Linked DNA regions of Mus musculus: region 2 is linked to region 1. Evidence: chromatin contacts called from public HiChIP or PLAC-seq data. All regions are on one chromosome and are shown on one strand. The core of a region is the stretch at or near the end of the contact, and the rest is flanking DNA. Distances in the headings are between cores, read along the strand shown.

Evidence for each region. HiChIP or PLAC-seq counts read pairs in DNA pulled down with a chosen protein or histone mark.
Region 2: an H3K27ac HiChIP or PLAC-seq map of heart atrium shows a contact between it and region 1, with 11 times the contacts expected there. The contact joins two enhancer-like sites. A contact is called at or near these places in 1 of 15 datasets of contacts at CTCF or cohesin (pro-B cells), 1 of 484 Hi-C or Micro-C datasets (adipose-derived mesenchymal stem cells) and 4 of 115 datasets of contacts at active chromatin or transcription factors (embryonic limb bud, fibro-adipogenic progenitors, heart atrium and 1 more).

The regions. Positions count from the first base shown.
Region 1 is chr12:36,720,286-36,724,205 of GRCm38.p6, forward strand. No RefSeq gene overlaps it. Among named protein-coding and RNA genes, the nearest start is that of Mir5099, 94 kb to the right of the region's middle. Within about 2 kb of position 2,601, at least 30 of the 459 cell types and tissues checked have an H3K27ac peak or open chromatin away from gene starts, as enhancers often do. A contact at or near this core is called in heart atrium, where this site is marked.
Region 2 is chr12:36,989,816-36,993,552 of GRCm38.p6, forward strand. No RefSeq gene overlaps it. Among named protein-coding and RNA genes, the nearest start is that of Gm40394, 110 kb to the left of the region's middle. Within about 2 kb of position 2,271, at least 7 of the 459 cell types and tissues checked have an H3K27ac peak or open chromatin away from gene starts, as enhancers often do. A contact at or near this core is called in heart atrium, where this site is marked.

The DNA of each region.
Region 1 (3,920 bases), core at 1,351-3,850:
AGCCCCATTTGAAACATCGATTTTCACTAAAGTTAAGAATAATTAGTTGCATAGGTAATTTATATTTAGCCTTGTAAGTGAACTTTAGTTGTCTAGACGTCAAAAGAGAAAGTGGAGAAAATATAGCCTTGGGAATTGCTGTGCTTCATTAACAGACATAGGAGCATTACAATTCAATAGTTCAATAGGAAAAAGATGAGCAAGAACAACTTCGTCTGGATGCAATTCCTCATTTTATTTCTTTATGATATATTTTAATTTTACACTAAATTAGTGGAAACTTATACAAGAAAGATTAAACAAATGATCAGACTCACTCTATGACATAAATGATGTTACGATTGATTACTTATGGATTTTGGAGTTTGTGGTAGGCCAAACCCATACTGTAAATCTCTATACTAGACTGGCCATACTTTATATTCTTTGGCATACAGATATGTCAGACTCTCACTCCTAATTATTTAATTTTACATAATTTCTCAATGCTATAAAATCCTGGTGTGTGCATATATGTTTTTGTTCCTCAGAGACCTCAGAGCATGCAGTGCAGGTCATCAGCTACTACCTCCTTCAGATGAGGTTCACTGAAAGTGCTAGCCAAAGCAGAGGTAAAGTCTCTCTGCGTCTCCAGTTATTCAACCCGTCTGTACTCAGCTCTGGTGGAGGCTTGATTATGATGACTGCATTTTGCTTTGCAGACATACACTTGAGTCTTATTGAGATAATTTGCTCCAAAGAAACTCTGGCTACTGCTCAGGTGAAACAGCTTTCTTTCCATAAGGTTTCAGTTTACTGGAGGTGAGATTCAAGAACTGTACTTTAATGGGAGAAGGAGGATTTCTCCAGGGCGACTTGCTAGCATTTCTTTGTTCAGTCCACTTTCTTTCATTTCAAGTTGATTGAGGGACATCAGATAGGATTCTTGTTTCCCTCTGCATGCTTCTTGTCAACTATCTTGCCTTTCACAGCCCAGCTACACTGGGACGTTTACAGCCTTTCATTGGAGCCTGCCAGACCTAGGTGTTATGTAGCATACCTCCAGGGATCATTACCATATGGTATTTTAGGAGAGGACACAGTTCATTTCAATGCAATTCAAATGAGCAGATTTCTTTTCTTTATTACACCATTGCATTTGGCGGCAATCCACCAGGGGCAGAGTCTGACTCTCAAAGGAATGCTCTGCCCACTCTGTCCATTTAACAGGACATTTGGCTCAAAAACCTCGTCGGTTGATCACACATGTGCAACAGATGTGTGAGCATGCGTAGCGAAAATAAAAAATAAAAAATCCCAGCAGTGTGCTGTGGGAAATGTAGCATGGAAAACAGAGACACAAAAGAAGTCTGCTGCTTGAACTTTGATTTTTGTTGTTGGAAGGCAGTGTTTCTTATTAATCTTTTCCTCCTTTCCAAGGAGAGACAGGTATGGGTTTCCATTATTATTTTGTAGTGATTATTCATGTAACACTGGTAAGGAAACTTAGTTCATTTTCACAGACCTTGTTTTATAAAGATATAATTTTAAATATTCAGACCAGACTTTCTCGGGCCCCTCCTTCTCCAGGACCTGAGTATTGGCATACTTCCACTGAAAAAGAAAAAAGAAAGAAAAAAAAAAAAAACCCACCCATTTACAAGGGAGGATATCAGAAATATACATCCTTTCATCCATGCCCCACAGGCTTACACACACACACACACACACACACACACACACACACACACACACAGAGAGAGCACCAGCTGTTTTTCTCATGGAGAATATGGGTTACTTGGGGAAATCTCTCTTCCTGTTTTTATATGGACAACTAAATTGTTGTATAGCCAGTTAATTTTGGTTAGGTCAATAACACAAGGTTAATTATTGGAGCCTTCCCTTTTGCCTTCATAAGATTAATAGGAAACAAGAGAAGTAAATGAAATATCATGAATTATCCTAGAAGTGTTTTTTTTTTTTTTAAATTTGGGAAGTTTTTGATACTTTAAAATTATATTTGAAAATATTTTATTCTTTTTTTGGTATCTTTTCTGTGAGTAAATAGTGGAAGAAGGTTTTGAAAATCTCAATGATGTGAACTTAAATTGATTTATAAAGGATGTTATAGTATGCCAACATTTAGAAAAGCATACCAATTTCTGTTTTATAATGGAGACACTGTTAAAGTTAAAAAGATTGTCTCACCTATGAGGTAACTTCGAAATGATACCTTTCCTCCCTTGATACTCTTCAATTTGTTCAGAATAACTGTTCATGTTTAAAAAAAAAACTATATTATGATCCTACATCCTTTTTATAACTTGGGATTTGAGTCACATATCAAAAGGCAAGGAAACTGATTTTCATCAATGGTCTGGATCCAGCTTCTTGCTGTTATATAACCTCAGAATAAAGCAGCCATATCCCTGCTGATATCGCCACTTCTTTTCCTTGATCTTGCTCAGCGTCAGCCAGAGAAAAAGAAATCCATCTATACATTTATAAGGACAGTTTTTCATTCATGGCCTTGTTACTCTTAGTACGTGCCCCAAAGAAAAATATTCTTCAACAGCCACTCATAAAGAAGCAGAAAATGGCAAAGCCACAGAGAAGGAGACGTATGTGACAACAGTGGCGGTGTCTTCCTGGAGACAGAAAACAAACAGAGCTGTGGAAGAGCTTGCCAATGCATGCCTGCCAAATAAAATATTGTTTTATGAAGTCAGGAAAAAACTAATTTAAAAGGTTATTGTAGGTTATTTGTGGTCACTTCTGGTGTGCATACAGAATGATGTCATCGAGAACTCTTCTCTATTTATATTTCAGTTTTAGAGATCTTTTGTCTACGACTCGATCTCAGCTACTAGACCCATCTAAAATTCAATACTCATAAAAATCTACACTGAGGAATAAAAATGAAAGGAGATGGAAAATAGTCCCAGCCATGTCCAGGCAAGAAATCATTCAGGCAGATTCATCTTCTAAAATACCTACACTTGTAGATGTCTTCTCAATCTCAGAACATATTTGCTGGAAAATTTCTCAAATAACCAGAGGAGAGCTTCTCTAAAAATGTAGAGGTAGGTGGGATCCTTGCCAGAGACATCACATCAAGGACAGACCAGTGAAGGAATGAAAGACTCCTGGTGTCATGCAGTGTCTCTCTCCTCTCCTAAGAGGACCCTACTGAGTCCCCCAGGGACGGCTCACTCTGCCATAGCTTGTTAGCACCGGATTCTCTTCATCCATGAGTCATTGAAATAGCTTTTTTTTTTTTTCTCAGTGGAGTTTTATGAAGGGCAGTGTGGCTGGAAACCCCTCCTGCTCATGTTAATCTTTAGTGAATTAAGAAATGTCAAAATATCATTGTATGAAAATAGCCGGGAATCTGGTAAATGTTAGCAACTAGGAAGAAGGGAGATTAAGAGAAACCCGAGACCAAAACAACAAAGCATGCTGGATATTAGAAATAGCATACATAGAAATAACATATGAGAATATATGTTTATAGTTAAAAGGTGACGCATTAAAGTTTATATCCTTATACCAAGTTGATATAATTTGCAATGTCCTTATATTTATTCAGTCATTAAAAAGATTTAAACATTTTTGAGCAATTTGGTTTATCAGATATTTCTGTAATAAATATTTCTTCTTTGCACCATTGCCAATAGTTTTTTCTTTGTAGAAACATAAACAGAAGACAGAATGAGTTATGAATATAGCAGAAAATATCATGCACTAAAGAGAAAATGAAATAGGGGGGTAGAGATATGTTTGGGGTATTGGTGTTGCTGTTTTAATTTTTTTATCTGGTGATACCTCACAAAAGACATTTGAGCAACATAGAAAGTAATGGAAAGAGTGAACTATATTGACATCTTTTGGAAACTATTGCAGTCAGTCAGTAAGAGTCCTGAGCCAAGAGGACATGTGGG
Region 2 (3,737 bases), core at 1,021-3,520, 270 kb after region 1:
ATATGCTCTCAGTCAACCATTTAACTGAGCATGGGGTCCCCAATGGAGGAGTTAGAGAAAGGACCGAAGGAGCTGCAGGGAATTGCTACCCCATAGGAAGAACAACAATATCAACCAACCAGACGCCCCCCCCCCCCACCAGAACTCCCAGGGACTAAACCACCAACCAAAGAGTACATATGGAGGAACCCATGGCTCCATCCACATATGTAGCAGAGGATGGCCTAGTCTGACATTAATGGGAGGAGAGTCCCTTGGTCCTGTGAAGTCTTGTCCTCAGTACAGGGGAATGCAAGGCAGGAGTGGGTGGGTGAGTGAACACCATCATTGAGGCAGGGAAAAAAGGAATGAGATAGGGGTTTTCTGAATGGGAAACTGGGAAAGGGTATAACATTTGAAATGTAAATAAATAAAATATCCAGTAAAAGAAAGGAAAAATTACATAAAGATAAAAAAAATAAAAATAAGAAATCCAGCCACAAACTAAAAATATTTTCCCTAGTTATATACATATTTTGTATCTATGGTATATAATAAATATAACATAAAGTTACAAATTTGCAAATTTACATAAATTTAAAAATTAACGTAAGCAAAACACCTGATAGTTAATACTGCATGTCATAAGAGAAGGGCAAGTGAAAGCTACACCTGTCAATCAATCAGTCATTATATACTTCTGAGAGCTACCTATCTGTTCTCCTCTCAAAATGTATATTATATATTAATTTAAATGGTCAATATGTAGTTAACTTATGTGTATGTTACAAAGAAAAGTAGTTAGAAGGACGGCAAAAGGATTCTATTGAGAATTGGCTAACCACACTGCATTGTCTGCCTCTCTGACTACGAGCAGTCTTCCCGGAGATCAGCAGGTTTCCACTGAGATGGTGGACTATGTCTGGGCCCTGATGGCAGCACCATCTACTCAAGAGAAAAGACCGGGTGTAATGACATAGGCAAAAGATGTCATCAATGTCACAGTGCCGAGGCAAGTCTCTGCTAACTTTTTCAGGTACTACCAATCAGGTTAGGATTTCTGGGTGATTTCTCTTTTAAACGGATTAGAGTTATAATATCAAATGATACATTATGTCCATTCCTAAACCCAAATAGCATTTCTCCAGAAAAGATGACTCTGTATGGAAAAATGTGGGTGCTTATAGAGAATTGAGGTTCTACATGACAATCTCGGGATATTTATTGCCTGAATTTATCCCATCCCTTAACTTTTGGAAGTCTCAGTTTCTGAATCGGTATTATGGGGATAATTAGACCTAACATTTGTCGGACCTTTTATAAAATGTGGTACTTTGTATAGTATCCTCTTTCTACTTACCACTTAAAAAAATGTGTTTTCTAAATTTCTGTCCTCTATTCTTGGTCATTTATTTCTGCCGACTAGATTTAAAGCCTCTTCCAAGTTCCTATTTGTGCTCTGCCCCAAAGGACTCCTGAAATGTCAAACTAGGTTCAGATTTTCAGAAGCTTGCATAATATTTGTAAAAGAGCCATGGAAACGTATACGTCTGGCCAAATGACCTTGGCCTCTTCAGGCCTGGTGGAGTTATAGTGTGGGGAAGTGCTTTCTGCTTTCTCAGACAAACTTCCTGAGGTTTGGATTTATTTATTTGCCCATGGTATATGTCACTCTTGTCATATTGCTTCAGACAACCCTTAGTGAATCTGTGCATTGTCTGTATCCAAATATAAACGTGTCTTCTTTTGTAGCACTCACAGGAGTCTCATCCTGTGCGTGCCCTTTGTGTCTGCGCATGGATAAATTTCGATCTGTCTTTTGCAAGGACAGAGTTTCCTTCCGGTCTCCGCTGTATGCTAAGTGCCCAGGAAAGAAGGAAGATGGAGAGCTTCACCATAAAGTGACTGAAACTTTTCTCTGAGTTCTTCTCACTTCTTCTCACTCCTCCTCCATGCCTATCTCTGCCTTTACTATGATTTGTCAATACCTACTTGGATCTTAAGGAATTAGGAAACTGTGGGACCAAGACACCAGAACCATTTTTCCCTGTTGTTGATAAATACCAGTTGGGCAGAGAATCTTATGAGCTCTTACAAGCTCATCTTTCTTATAAGATCACATTCTTATTTTGGTTAATGACGAGTTCAGTTTACAGGTATAGTGGGGACTGGGAAAAGAGGCTCTCAAAGTCCACATTCACGCAGGCTGTTGGGCTCCATAGCGACAAGCTGCTGAAGAGATGTTTCCTACTCCTCAGCACAGGAGCAGGACAAGCTTGTGATTGCCTGTTGAGGCCTTGGATCAGCCTACCCTGTGAAAGGCTGTGCTGAGAGGGTGCTGTCCTGCCTACTGCCCCCACTTGGAACTCCACTTGGCTTTTTCCATTAATGTTTCTTCTATTTGAAGTGGTGTAATTCACCCTCAGTGTGTGGTCTGGCTTCATTCTCACAAGAGCAGAGACTGCAAGAAGGGAGCCAAACTGTGGTGGGCCAATGGTAAAAAACTGCTTCTATTTTCCGTTTTAACAGCAATTGTTTTTTCCTTTAACAGACCGAGAGGCTGTAACTGGTTGGAGGAGGTGGGCTAGAATTTCTGTGAATGGAATGGTTTAGAATATATGTAATTTAAAAGCAAGTAAAAAGAGAGAATGATATGAGTTTAATACAAAGTGAAATGGTTATTAATATTATGTCTCTTTATTCATGCATCTGTACACATCAAAGTCTACATTCTATGTTTATTGTACTCTGAAGTACTTTAAACATTGTAACTTCAGCCTGAATTCATATATCTTCAGACATCAGACTGTTCTTGAATCTGCACCAGTGTCTTAGCCACACAGTTCGAGTAAGTGAACAGGCTAATTCCTTGTGAAATGTCATAGCATATTCATTGCTTTTTTGGTTTCCTGTAATTGAATGATGATACAGGAGAAATCGAGAGTGCCCAGTCTGGCAGTAACACTTCTTGATGATGAAGTTTAGATTCATAATGTAGATTATGTAGCAAATTGTGTAACAAATTCAAGAACACATATGTAGCTACAAACTTAAATTCAACATGATGCTTTAAAATTAATGTTGAAACATCAGACAATGCACTGAATTTTACTGCCTCAACTATTAAAGTCTGCTAAATGGGATAATGATGGCTGTCTCCACCTATATTAAAGGATTAGGGAGTTATTGTCTGTAATGGGATTCTGAAGTCATCTGGTCCCCAGATGCACTGCTTTTTATAATAGGAGTAGACATAGATAAATAACAAAATTTCTTCCTTGTTTATTGCCCAGCTTAGTATTTAACTCACGAAGTCTGAAAGCTCATATTGTGAAATTTTATAAAAATAATTTGCCTGAAACCTCAAATACATCATAATTTAAGTAATTATACCTTATGCTTTTGAAGCCATGTCACCTTTGCTCTTTAAAAAAAAAAAAAAGGCAGGGTAGTACCAAATAGTCCACACTGTTTTGGAACTCAGTGAGTAGCCAAAGCTGGCCTGGAGCTCTCAATTCCCCTGTACCTTTATGTCAATTTTTAGAATTGTAAGTGTGGGCCACTGTGCTCGGTGAGGTTGTGTTATATTATTTCATGGTCAGTATCTTATTCTGTTCCTCAGAAGTTTAGTTTCAGCTGACTCTGAACCTATAGGTTTAATTAGTAGTGTTTCTTTAATCATTGTATATGTTGACCCCAATTTTTGTTTTTAATCCATTCATTCATATAGTGTTTAACAAACATCTTATATAAGTTAG